Linked DNA regions of Danio rerio: region 1 is linked to region 2. The links are chromatin contacts, called in public Micro-C maps. All regions are on one chromosome and are shown on one strand. The core of a region is the stretch at or near the end of the contact, and the rest is flanking DNA. Distances in the headings are between cores, read along the strand shown.

Region 1 (5,801 bases), core at 3,278-5,777, 150 kb after region 2:
CTACAAAAAATGAAGCTGATCGCTCAGTTCTTGTCACGTAACTCTGGTGGGTTTGTCTGGAAGGCACGATCATATTACTGCGGAAACTCCATCGCAAACAACAAACTTGCGCGGACACTAGAAAAGCAATATGCGAACGGCCCCTAAAAGGCAGCCGTCATTTGCGGTATCCAACAGTTGATCTTTATGTACTGACATGCTGGATTCACCTGATTTGTTGACAAATGTGTTGTGGATCCATTCCTTGGCAGTTCACTGGGCTTATTCCCCTTAGCAAAGAAAATTTCCAAAGACATCTGTTTCTTACTCATTCTGCTGCTTTTTGGTGCTCAAGTGACTGAGATGTAACCAAGAGAATAAGGTCATTTTTCAAAATAAAAGATTGTTCAGACTCAGATAATAATTAAAACAGAAATAGTTAATGCTTTCTTGTGCAGCACGGTACCAATTGATACGCAAACTGGTACAGGGCCAGTGGTTGAGGTCCACTGCAATAAAAGGTAAGAGGTTTTACTACCCTGCATTTTCATAGGAGCTCTCTGATATTTAAATAAATGGAGTGTCTCAGTGAGGTCTGACAATAGGGATATCCGTGACCTGATGCTTCCTCTGAATCACATGACTAGTGTAGTCACAGGCTTTGCGGATTAAATGACTTGCTTTTTATGTTTTGAATATTATTGCAAACGCAATTAATGATTAAGACCAACTTCTCATTGACATAATCATTTTTAACATAATTTTTAACACAATCTCAACTTTCATAAAACACTGTGTGCTTTTTTACATGTACAAAAAACTTAATTCTGTAAGATTTATGAGCTTTTTTTCTCATCGACACCAAAACAAGACCCCACAAGATCAAAAATCAAAAGTTAGTGGTATTCCATCCACCTTTTTCTACATGTTTACTGTATTTTAAATGATGGGTTGCACTTTCGGTTTGGGGAACTTCCATTCAATGAAACTGAAACCAATTCCTCCAAATAATAAATCTATAATACAATTAGTCAATATACATAGTGAAAACAGAGAGGCATGATTGGCTTTGAGCTTTATTTTTTATCAATCATAAATATAATGTTATTCATTTTCTTTTCGGCTTAGTCCCTTTAATAATCTGGTTTCGCCACAGCAGAATGAACCGCCAACTTATCCAGCACAAGTTTTACGCAGCGGATGCCCTTCCAGCTGCAACCCATCGCTGGGAAATAATGTTATCATGCACAGTATTTTAATAGGTCATTAGTATCACAAGCATATCTTTGTACAAAACTCTTTTGAGTTCACAGTTTTTATTACTTTTTAGATTATATTATGTTTGTATAACCCAAAGTAATATTGTACATGTTTGTAATATTACTGCAGAAAGACCCGTTTCAAGTTTTTGGGGTTATTCATGCTCTGCTCAAAGTCATTACATTGACTTTTATTATTTACAATTTACATAGTTTAATGGAAGTTAACAAAATTCACGCAAAGCACTAAGAGGCGTGGAACAAAGGTGGATGCTTGAGGGGACAATTGGTCCCCACAATGTTGTAAATACCAGGACACACACACAGTTAAATTAGCCACTTAAATCACACACATAAGCAGGAAGAACAGTTCTCTAGTACTCCCACTTTCTAGGGAATTCTGGGAAATTAGCGACATATTAAACAAATATGAACAACTGTGGGATTGCCTCCAACGAACCACCATCTGGCCTTTGCGAGAAGCCATATGTGCGTTATAAGAGGACAGCATTCACAATTTACTGTTTCCACACCATGTGAAGTTCATCTCCGTTCCCCCAGTCAGGCAGTGTAAGAGTTAAAGATTAGGACCCTCACCCCCCAAGTCTGAATGTGCAAAGTGGTTCATCTAAGGTGCTTGTATAGAGGGGCTTCCACAGGGACATTCTGATGGGGACGGTAAAGGGTAAAGTCTGAATGAGATACAGCTCCGAATACTCACATCAATATTTTTGTGATGCTGTACAATGATAATTCATATTTTTATATTACTGTGAGGGCAAGGTTTAGGGTTGGGGTGAGGGGTAGGCGTTAGTAAAATACAATTTAATAAATATTATAAATAATACTTGGTATAAATATTGTTTTTTACATTACTCTGATGCTTGTTGTGGGGGTAGATGTTAGTAAAATACAATTTAACAAATATTATGAATAATTCTTGGTATAAATATAGTTGTTTTCCATTACTCTGATGGTTGGATTTAGGGTTGGTGTGGGAGTTGACGATAATAAAATAAATTTAATTGTCATTTAAATTATATAAATAATTCTCGTTAACTTCAGGCTGCCGCTGTATCCCTTTTAGCAACAAAGTAAAGAGAGATTTAATGTCTGCCATAAACACAGGCAATTGTTTTTGTGTTATTATTATTATTATTCATTCATTTTCTTTTCGGCTTAGTCCCTTTATTAATCTGGGGTCGCCACAGCAGAATCAAGCGCCAACTTATCCAGCATATGTTTTACGCAGCGGATACCCAACCAGCTGCAACTCATCACTGGAAAATACCCATACACTCTTACATTCAAACACATACACTGCCAACTTTTTAGCCTACCCAATTCACCTATACCACATGTTTTTGGACTTGTGGGGGAAACCGAAGCACGCGGAGGAAACTCACACAATCACAGGGAAAACATGCAAACTCCACAAAGAAACGCTAACTAACCCAGCCGAGGCTCGAACCAGTGACCTTCTTGCTGTGAGGCGATTGTGCTACCCACTGCGCCACCGTGCTGCTTTAATTATTATTGTAGAATTTTTTTTTTAAACTGGGAAAAGGTTTAAAGACTTGTAATCTTTATATTCATCAGAGAATCCTGGAATAAATGTATCACTGTTTGAAGAAAAATGTTAAGCAGCATAACTGTTTTGAACATTGAAGTTAATGTTTGCTCGAGTCCCAACAATTCAGGTTTTTATAATGATTTATCATGAAGGATCATGTGAACCTGAAGTAGAAAATGTGACCAACCGTCAAAGGAATTCATTTTAAAATGTATTTAAAAAGAAAAATATTACGTTTTAACAACAGTTCATGCTTTTTTCTTACTGTACTTTTGATTAAATAAATGTAACCTTGCTAACAAAAAACATTTAATTCCAAAACATTAAAGTCTCACTAGCTCCAACATCACTTTTAAATATATTCTATATATATTTTATATGTCATCGCGATTCTGGCTCCAAATAAACTAGTTTAACTCTATGAAATGAAATAGTTTATATAAATATAGTTATATATAATAGTTAATATATTAATATAGTTTAGATAAATATACACACACACACACGCATATATGTGTGTGTGGCCACTATCTCATTGACAGTAGTTTATCTAGTTAATGTAACAAGTTAACAGGAAGTATGACACAAAGATAATCAAAATCTAAGCGATTTCGATTGCAATGCTAATGCAATCCATATCTGTAAGCATTACTGTCACTGAAAGACTGACTTGCCATCCATGTTTTCATCTAAAAATAAATCTGTAGACATATCGGTTTTCAGTAGAGCAAAGCCCAACAGCATGCTTAGCACAAATAATTCCTCAATCTTGACAAGCTCATTTTGACCTCATAGTTCCCTTTGACTTCTTCAAACTGGTTTCAACATCCCGAGCAGCAACACCACTTCAGTGACTAATTCTGAAAAAACCCAACAAACTCAAGTTCAGCTTTGACTTCTTTCTCAAAGGCCACTCACCGTTACACCATTGGAATGGTTGCATGTAATCTGACTCCAAGCACTGCTGCTGCAAACTCACTGCTTGTCTGGAACAGGCAATGCGGGGGCTGGAAAACTCAACCTAAAAGCCTGATTCCAGCTCGACTTTCTTGCCTCAGCGCTCTTCCCGTAGGTCAGACGGTTCTAAAAGGCAGCTCTTCAAATGACAGGGTGCGCTTGGCTTGATTATAGTTCAATTATTCCTCCATTCATCCTACTTTTATGATGTCAGCATCGAAGAACAAAAGATTTCAATCACTCTTTGGCTCCGCCGATGTGAATATGCACAAGGTGCTTTGTTACAAAGACAAAGGCAGCATAATGTGCCCTTGATATTCGTCTCGTCATTGACAACGACTCCGTACGTGGCACTTGATGTTTTTGTGCTGTCATACACACAAAAAGTTCACGAATTCTTCGATGATGTCCTAAACATCCATCCGTCCAACAAAATTCCACTCCATCTATTGTCTTTGTCGTCCCTCATATGCTATTCCAGACTTATTTCCTTGACGTGGCCCTCGATCTGTCTTCTTTATCAGGCCCTTTCAGATGAGAATCATATTTTCACCACCATCGAGTGTGTGTGGGGGAGTATTTTCTTTCTCCACCTAAAACCATCTGCTTTCTCAATCCTTCCATCGACAACAAAAAAAACCCAATCGTTCCCTTAACTCATCAACAATCTGAGGCCAAAGCGCCACCATCTGAGGTCAAAAGATGTTGTGATAATGAGGCCGGCCAGTGATCTATTCTCCAGCAAAAGGCTCCTGCGTCTTTCCTGGCCGCACTGTTTCAGTTTGTAAACAGATCTGTGCTCATGTGATCCTGGTTTGCCTCGCAACTCTCTCCTCCAATCCCTCCCTCCCTCTCTCCCTCCCTTCCTGAGCGAATCCCCTCCTCCAATCGCGACTGCAGTCACAGGATGGCTTCCTCTTCTTCTGCATGCAAGATTTTAGAGGAAGTAAAGCCACATGCATGCACAAAACACAAGCTGAAGGTGTTAGACACAACAAGACGAAGTGAGAGAGAAAAAAAATGGGTCAGAGTGCAGTGTGTTTATATGAGTGTGTATAAATATATATATATGCAGCGTGATCAGATCATGTTGCAGTCTGACCTACTAAAACACTGGCATGTTTACGTTCTAGCATAGACTATAATTGGTGGCTTTTCAACAGAAAAAAAGGGGGAAAAAAGCAGAAGAGACTCAAGCGACCAACCCCCAACACCAGCTCTAGAGACAACAGCTGCTGCTCCACTAACAACCATGTGCTCTCCGGGTCTCTGTTTGTTGCTCTCAGCAATCTTGATGACTTATCTGTGGAGTGCATGAGTTCATTTTCATGTTAACCAGATTATTTGCTGGCTATCTAAGCGATCAGGAGAAAGATTTCATTCTTAGTTTGGCATACGTTGTCTTAAAACTGTTTCTTCTACTCTCAAAAAAATGACATACTTATTTAAAATGAGTTGAAACAACACAATTCTTGAGTTTTTTAAGACAACTTGTTTTATGTTCTATCCACTTACATTTGTAAAAACTACGTTAGCTGAATTCAGTCATGTTGTCTCAACACAAATCAGTAGTGTGGAAGCCAGCATTTTTAGTGTAGTGTAGTGTAGTGTAGTGAAGTGTAGTGTAGTTTAGTGTAGTGTAGTGTAGTGTAGTGTAGTGTAGTTTAGTGTAGTGTAGTGTAGTGTAGTGAAGTGTAGTGTAGTTTAGTGTAGTGTAGTGTAGTGTAGTGTAGTGTAGTGTAGTGTAGTGAAGTGTAGTGTAGTGTAGTGTAGTGTAGTTTAGTGTAGTGTAGTGTAGTGTAGTGAAGTGTAGTGTAGTGAAGTGTAGTGTAGTGTAGTGTAGTGTAGTGTAGTGTAGTGTAGTGTAGTGTAGTTTAGTGTAGTGTAGTGTAGTGTAGTGAAGTGTAGTGTAGTTTAGTGTAGTGTAGTGTAGTGTAGTGTAGTGTAGTGTAGTGTAGTGAAGTGTAGTGTAGTGTAGTGTAGTGTAGTGTAGTGTAGTGTAGTGAAGTGAAGTGTAGTGTAGTGTAGTGTAG
Region 2 (6,510 bases), core at 3,968-6,467:
TAAAGGACAAACATAAAAGTGTCTAATAAGGAGGAGTGAGGAGCAATATTTAAAACAGTCTGACATCATTTACTTCCGCATTCTTTCAATATTAAAGGTCTGTACTGGCCCAGTACCCCCATAAGTGGTTCTGTTAGCTCATCAGTTGGAATAAAATAACTTTTGCATAGATTATGACCAAGAGATTTTTCTTTTTTCCTGTGATTACTAACATGTGCAGGAACCAAAAAACCTAGACCACACAGAACCTAAAAGGTACACTTACACCTTTTTACGGGGAAAAAACACCTCTTTTGTGGAGGGGTTTATCATAACACAGACAACATATACAATTATTTTAGTAATTATTATTCAGTGTTTTATGTAAATTCAAAGGGTTTTCTTTAAAATGATACCAAACTTTTGCATTAACACCTCTGCATGTGGATTTGGGAAGTTTTTGAGTTTGGGCAAAATCCAGGTGGAAACTCCAAAATAGCACTTGACTTTAAAAATGTTAATTAATATCATCATAAAACATTAAATAATATTAATTTGATTAAAATATTACTTTTGATAATTCTTTTTATATTCAGAAATAAAATGTCCGTATTTTTAGCTATTTAAAAAATGTATTAATTTTTTACTACTTTACTTTAATAGTAAAATAAAAAATATAGTTGTAATGTCTTTATTTAAAACAGTTTAGTTAATTATTATATCAAAAAATGAAATGTAATGAATACTTTTAATTACATTTATTATAAAATATTATTTTACTCATTAAAATAAACATTAATTATTATTAATTTGATTAAAATATTATAATTTTTCTTTTTAGCTTTAGTTATTTAAAATGCATTATTTTCTACTATTATTATTTTTTAATATTACTAATAAAGTAATATCTTTAACTTAAAAGTCAAAAGGTCATTGGGAAAAGAGAAGAGCAATATTAAAACTGTTTTGTTAATTATCATATCATTAAATTAAATGTAATGAATACTTTTTATTACATTTGTTGTAAATTATATAATTTAGATTTGAAAATTAAGTTGTTTTTTTCTGAAATAAAATATCTGTTATTTCAGTTTTAGCTATTTAAAATTTATTATTATTTTTATTTTATTAATATAACTATTAAAGTAATATATTTTAAAGAGCAATTTTTGATTAAAAGAATTTTATTCATTTTAAAATAATAAAAACACTATGAATACTTTTTATTAGATATGTTATAAAATATTATTTTATTAGATCATAATTTATATAATAAAATTATAATAAAAATATTATTATTAATTTTACTAAAAATATAAGTTAGATTTTTTTCAGAAATAAATTGTTATTTTAGGTTTATCTATTTAAAATGTATTATTTTTACTATTATTTATTAAAACATTACTACTAAAGTAATATCCTTAACTTTTAAAGGTCAAACATGAAAAAAATGTCTAATTAGTATGATTGAAGAAAGAAAGACTGAATGATCAGTCGAAGCAGATGCACGCGTGAGCGCATAAAAACCCAAACAGACAGAGAATTCCTGGAATGTCAAGCACACAATGAGCAACATTTAAAGTGTGCAGTGCTCCTCTGATGCTGCTAAATTTGGCTTGGCCTCTGGTTTTATGAACTGACTGAGTGGTTTCAACCAAGCCTGAAAATGATTGGAAGTGACTCCATGTGAAAAGAGCCGTTATTGGCTATATAAATTATGCAGCCTGCAAAAGCCCAACCTTGACAGGGCAAATCTGCAGAGCAGAGTCTGTTGACAGAAACCACATCCTTCTGTTGTAATGATTGCATGATTACGATTCATATGTATTTGTTTGTTTGCTGTCGTTGTTCTTTTTTGTGAACTAAACTTTTCTTTTATTCTTATTTTTATTTCATTGTTTATTTTTAACAAATAATATTTTGTGATTAACTAATTACATTTAGGATTTTGAAATTAATTACAATATATTCATGAAAGCTGTTATAGGGCTAGATTTATGTGCGAAGTTGAGTTTTAATTAACTACATTCAAATGTATAAAGTAAAATGTGACAAATGTATGACTTTTATTCTATTCAGATTTATTTGTAGCATTAAACTTTAGACTTATTAGCAAGACAATTAGCTAGTTTTATTAAATGCACAATTGTTCATATTTACATCATTTAAGAAAGACAATGTAAACAAATGCTTAGAAGACATCAAATGACGTAAACATACTGTTACATACTGTAAATAACCCCTATGCACTGTAAATCAATCCTTGCTGCCTTCATTTTTTAAGTTGAATCAAGTTACCTTTTCTAGTCATCTCCACTACATCAATCAAACTGACAAAAAATATTAAGTTAAACTTTGAATAACTTTAAAATTTAAGTTGAAAACTGATTACTGTATATTAAAATAAGTTAAAGCAACCTAAAACATTTGTTGTCTTGACTTTTTGTCATTATCTTTTGTGTTTTAAGCTTAATTTTAATTTTAAATTATTTCTATCTATCTATCTATCTATCTATCTATCTATCTATCTATCTATCTATCTATCTATCTATCTATCTATCTATCTATCTATCTATCTATCTATCTATCTATCCCTATTCAGCAGCCTCTCTCTCATGTCCAATTAGATTAATTTAAGGCTTCAGTTCTGTCCAAACATCTCCTCATTTGTTCCTCAGTCTTAAATTACAAGAGGGTAGTCGCAATCAGGTTCACACAAACTATGGTCATTACAGCTATTAAAATGCGCTAGTAATGGATCTGCCGTGATCATTTCAATTATTTAGCGTTTAGATTGGTGGAGTTTAAGCGCAGGGGGGTCTTGGCCAGTTTGATTTGATACCCGCCATGACAGATCTGTCACTTGTAAGAAGAACAACCTTGGGCTGTTAGAGAATATTAGAGGATCTGAGATCGTCTGCCAAATCGGTTCAAGATGGCGCCAAGAATGCCGGGGAAAAACGTCGGTTGCATTAAGCGTGTATTTCTTGCGATTATTTGAGTGAATACTAGCTACATACAGCATACACTGGAAAATACTACCCTGTAGTTCACTGGATTAAACTTGGAGTCGTATTTTGTTTGGAAATAAGAGGCTTTTACCTATTATAAACACTGAGCAGAGTTTGTTCACCGCGCCTCGGTGTTTTTTTTCGAGTTTGGGAAAGTACTGGTTCATTTTCTTGACGTCACCGTTTGGCCTTGCAGCTATGCTCAGGACTACATATTTTGAGGACAATTGGTTAAGTGGAGTTAAACTGTTGCCTTTTCCTCCTCGAGGTACCTTCTCTTTTGATCCCACCGTCTCTGGCGCCTTCCAAAACGCAGCTCGTCTGGCTCTCTAAATGAGAGAGAAGAAAACTCAGCTCGCTTCTCAGCTGAGCCTTTTGTAACCTTAAAAGCCCGTGACATGCCTTAAATTGCCTAAGTATTGTGTAACTTACAGCCCTTTCGAATCAATTTCTGCCTTCACAAAAGCTTTTTCTCAATAAAGCAACCATGAAAAGTTTCCATATACTTTAGAAATGCTTCTTCAAAAGACAGGCTTTTTATTTTAGCAGGAAAAAAAAGATTGATTTTATGAAAATTAGTATAAGGTTTGTTGTTTGCAGGAGTTGTTTGTTTTTTTCCCTACATTAAATATCTTTTTTTTTTTTTTTTTTTTTTTTTTTTGTATTTTTAACGAGCCCTATAATTACACTTTTCTGGTCGCTGGACTTACCTCAAAAGTCTAGTTGAGAGCATGTTCACCATAAACAGGTGTATTATTTCGCTATTAGCCTACCTGTTAATGACTTTATTTATTTTACCTGACAGTTTTCTTTAGGCTAACATTGAGTCCTAATATTTTACAAATAAGGCAATTCGGTTATAGCTTTATGAGTTATAAAGAAGCCGAAGGAAAATGAATGAATAAACGAGTTAGCCTACATAAGCCCTGCAAGGCCATATACAGTGCTCAGCATAACTGAGTAGACCCCATTTTGATATTTTATCCATTTCTCATGCAGTGAATATAGGCAATATATTTTAGTGTATTTAAATAAAACACATTAAACATATATATTTATTAAAAGAATATTTTAGTCACCAAACATGTTTAGAAATTGAAAGATAATATAATTAAATTCAAGCAAAATATTGCAAAAAACAATTTTTTTTTCTTATTTTTCAATTTGTGTGTATTTTTTGTAAAACAAATTTAGGTGTACTAGTTTTTGGACATAAGTTTATCATAAGTTAGTTTGTTAGATAAGGTCCAGATTTTGCTTCAGTATTGCAGTATTGACTAATTGACTAATATGAACATGTAACATTAAAAATAGGAATTTAAAAGATAGACTTGTGAGGGGTGTACTTATATTTGCTGAGCATTTATATATATATATATATATATATATATATATATATATATATATATATATATATATATATATATATATAGTGTGTGTGTGTGTGCGTGTGCGTGTGCGTGTTTGTGTGTGTGTGTGAGTGTGTGTGTATGAGAGTTTGGGTCGATGCAAAAAACTCTAAATGCCATCTAAAAGTTTCCTTATCAGGCTCCTGGCAAAGAAAAGTCATTTTTTCTGGTCTTCAAAGTGAAATATCCCTATATATATATAGAGAGAGAGAGAGAGAGAGAGAGAGAGAGAGAGAGAGAGAGAGAGAGAGAGAGAGAGAGTAGTAATTAGTCTAATTATTTTACATGAGAATACTTTTTTATAAAGATAATAATCATCTTTAATTTAATAATAATATTTATAATAATAATGATTAAAAATACAATATTTTTAGATAGAACAGGTCTGTCCGGTTATCTTGTTTATTCGTATATGACCAAAGTTTTGGTCTGGAGTAATTCCTCTCCATTGTGCCTTTTCAGTGGCTTCTCGACAGTCGGATACAGATACTTCGAGAGCTTCCCCACTGTTTAATTGGGCTAAAATTGGTCTACTTTGTGCTCCAAAGAGTCAAGAGCCCCGAGGCCATCTATACATCATCTCAGCAAGACATCCGCGATTAAGTACTCATTTTTCTCAATATCCCCTTGATGTCTTGGTGTCAACTTGACCACATGACTTCTAAGGGCTCGCTTTGGATTGGTCCGAGCTCGCCTCAGGGGGGACCTTTCCACCAATCAAAACGAGGTTTTTGTGGGACAGCTGGTCGAGCGCGCACGCTGATTGGTGGAGAAAAGTTTGCGAACTATTATAACAGCGCATAGGGACGGAGTGTGTTAGAAGTTGTTGAGACGTGACCGTATATGCAGCAGCTCGTGGCGGATGGTTAACGATGAATTCTCCTAAGGGACCCGTTGAAACGACATCTCAAGAAAAGTCTGAGTCGGACAGCGAGGAAAGTCAAAAGCCGAGAGATATGACCGCTGACACAGGACATAAAGCCAAGAAGACTTACCTCCCGTTCAGTGTTGAATCCCTGATGGCCAAATCCAGCTGCCAGCAGGTCGCGTGTTCTCCGGCTCTCCAGCATCAGAGAATGGGACATGGTCAGGACTTAGTAAGGACTTACTTTGTAGAGAAAGCCAAAGTTTCTGTGGACACTTTGTCGAGCGTTTCGGACAGTCTAAACGACGACAGTGAAGAACTAAGCGATAAGGAACAGAGCACTTGGTCAAACTCTTCATCTTTCACATCTCCTCCTCGTAAGTATAGCTTATATCTACCATTCATTAAGGTGTTTTTGATTATGAGTATATATATTTAAAAAAAAAAACTGTTTTAATAGCTAACAATCTGACTAAAAGCATATTTATACTTTTGACAATTTGTCTCATGTGTTGATAAACACGTGGATACAGCATTTAGATTTATTATAAACTTTTTATAAAATAATGTTTTAAAATATTTTAGTAAATTATAATTTATTATAATTTACTTTAGATGAATTAATTATTATTAGCTAAATGTAAAGAGGAGGAACAAAGGCTTGCACAGCAACTAAAGAAGGTTAAAATTTGTAAAACTGCTCAGATGATTTTTGTTTTTATGATGATAATTAAAATAAATAATAATAATAATAATTAAAACATTTAACCAGCATAGCATTTTAAGAGATTACACTAGTAAATAGAATTTACTGAAAACAACAACTATTAATTAAATCTTACACAATTGTAATAATAACTAGTAATTAAATAGTATTTTAATATTTTATTTCACTCTTAATATAGTTTTGTTGGGCTAATTGGAAAAGTTGCAACTAACATTTTGTTCAGTTCTGAAAGAAAGAAAGAAAGAAAGAAAGAAAGAAAGAAAGAAAGAAAGAAAGAAATGGGATTGTAAAATGCACAATGAGAAAGAAATAATAAATAGCTTATACAACAGTTGCAAACCCAAGTCTGAAAAGAAAGACAAAAATAGAAACTCTAATGCAAAAGAAATGTATTTGTTGTAGCGTGTAACAAAAACAACAACAACAATAATAATAATAATAATAATAATAATAATAATAATAATAATAATAGGCCTATACACAACCAGAAAAGTTGCATGCCCAAGTTTTCATTTTTTA

Evidence for each region. Hi-C and Micro-C count contacts between places; a contact is called where the count stands out from the background.
Region 1: a Micro-C map of caudal fin shows a contact between it and region 2, with 2.9 times the contacts expected there. The contact joins the promoter of zgc:175214 here to the promoter of msx1b in region 2. A contact is called at or near these places in 2 of 18 Hi-C or Micro-C datasets (caudal fin and an unstated tissue).

The regions. Positions count from the first base shown.
Region 1 is chr1:52,806,879-52,812,679 of GRCz12tu, forward strand. zgc:175214 reads right to left here and starts at 4,528. Exons shown (of 6, transcript NM_001114727.2): 1 at 3,730-4,528. The coding sequence starts at 3,754. The region is part of intron 2 of LOC794408 (inositol 1,4,5-trisphosphate receptor-interacting protein); the gene reads left to right.
Region 2 is chr1:52,660,582-52,667,091 of GRCz12tu, forward strand. msx1b (muscle segment homeobox 1b) reads left to right here and starts at 5,218. Exons shown (of 2, transcript NM_131260.1): 1 at 5,218-5,641. The coding sequence starts at 5,272. It also overlaps a transcript of gsk3bb not described here.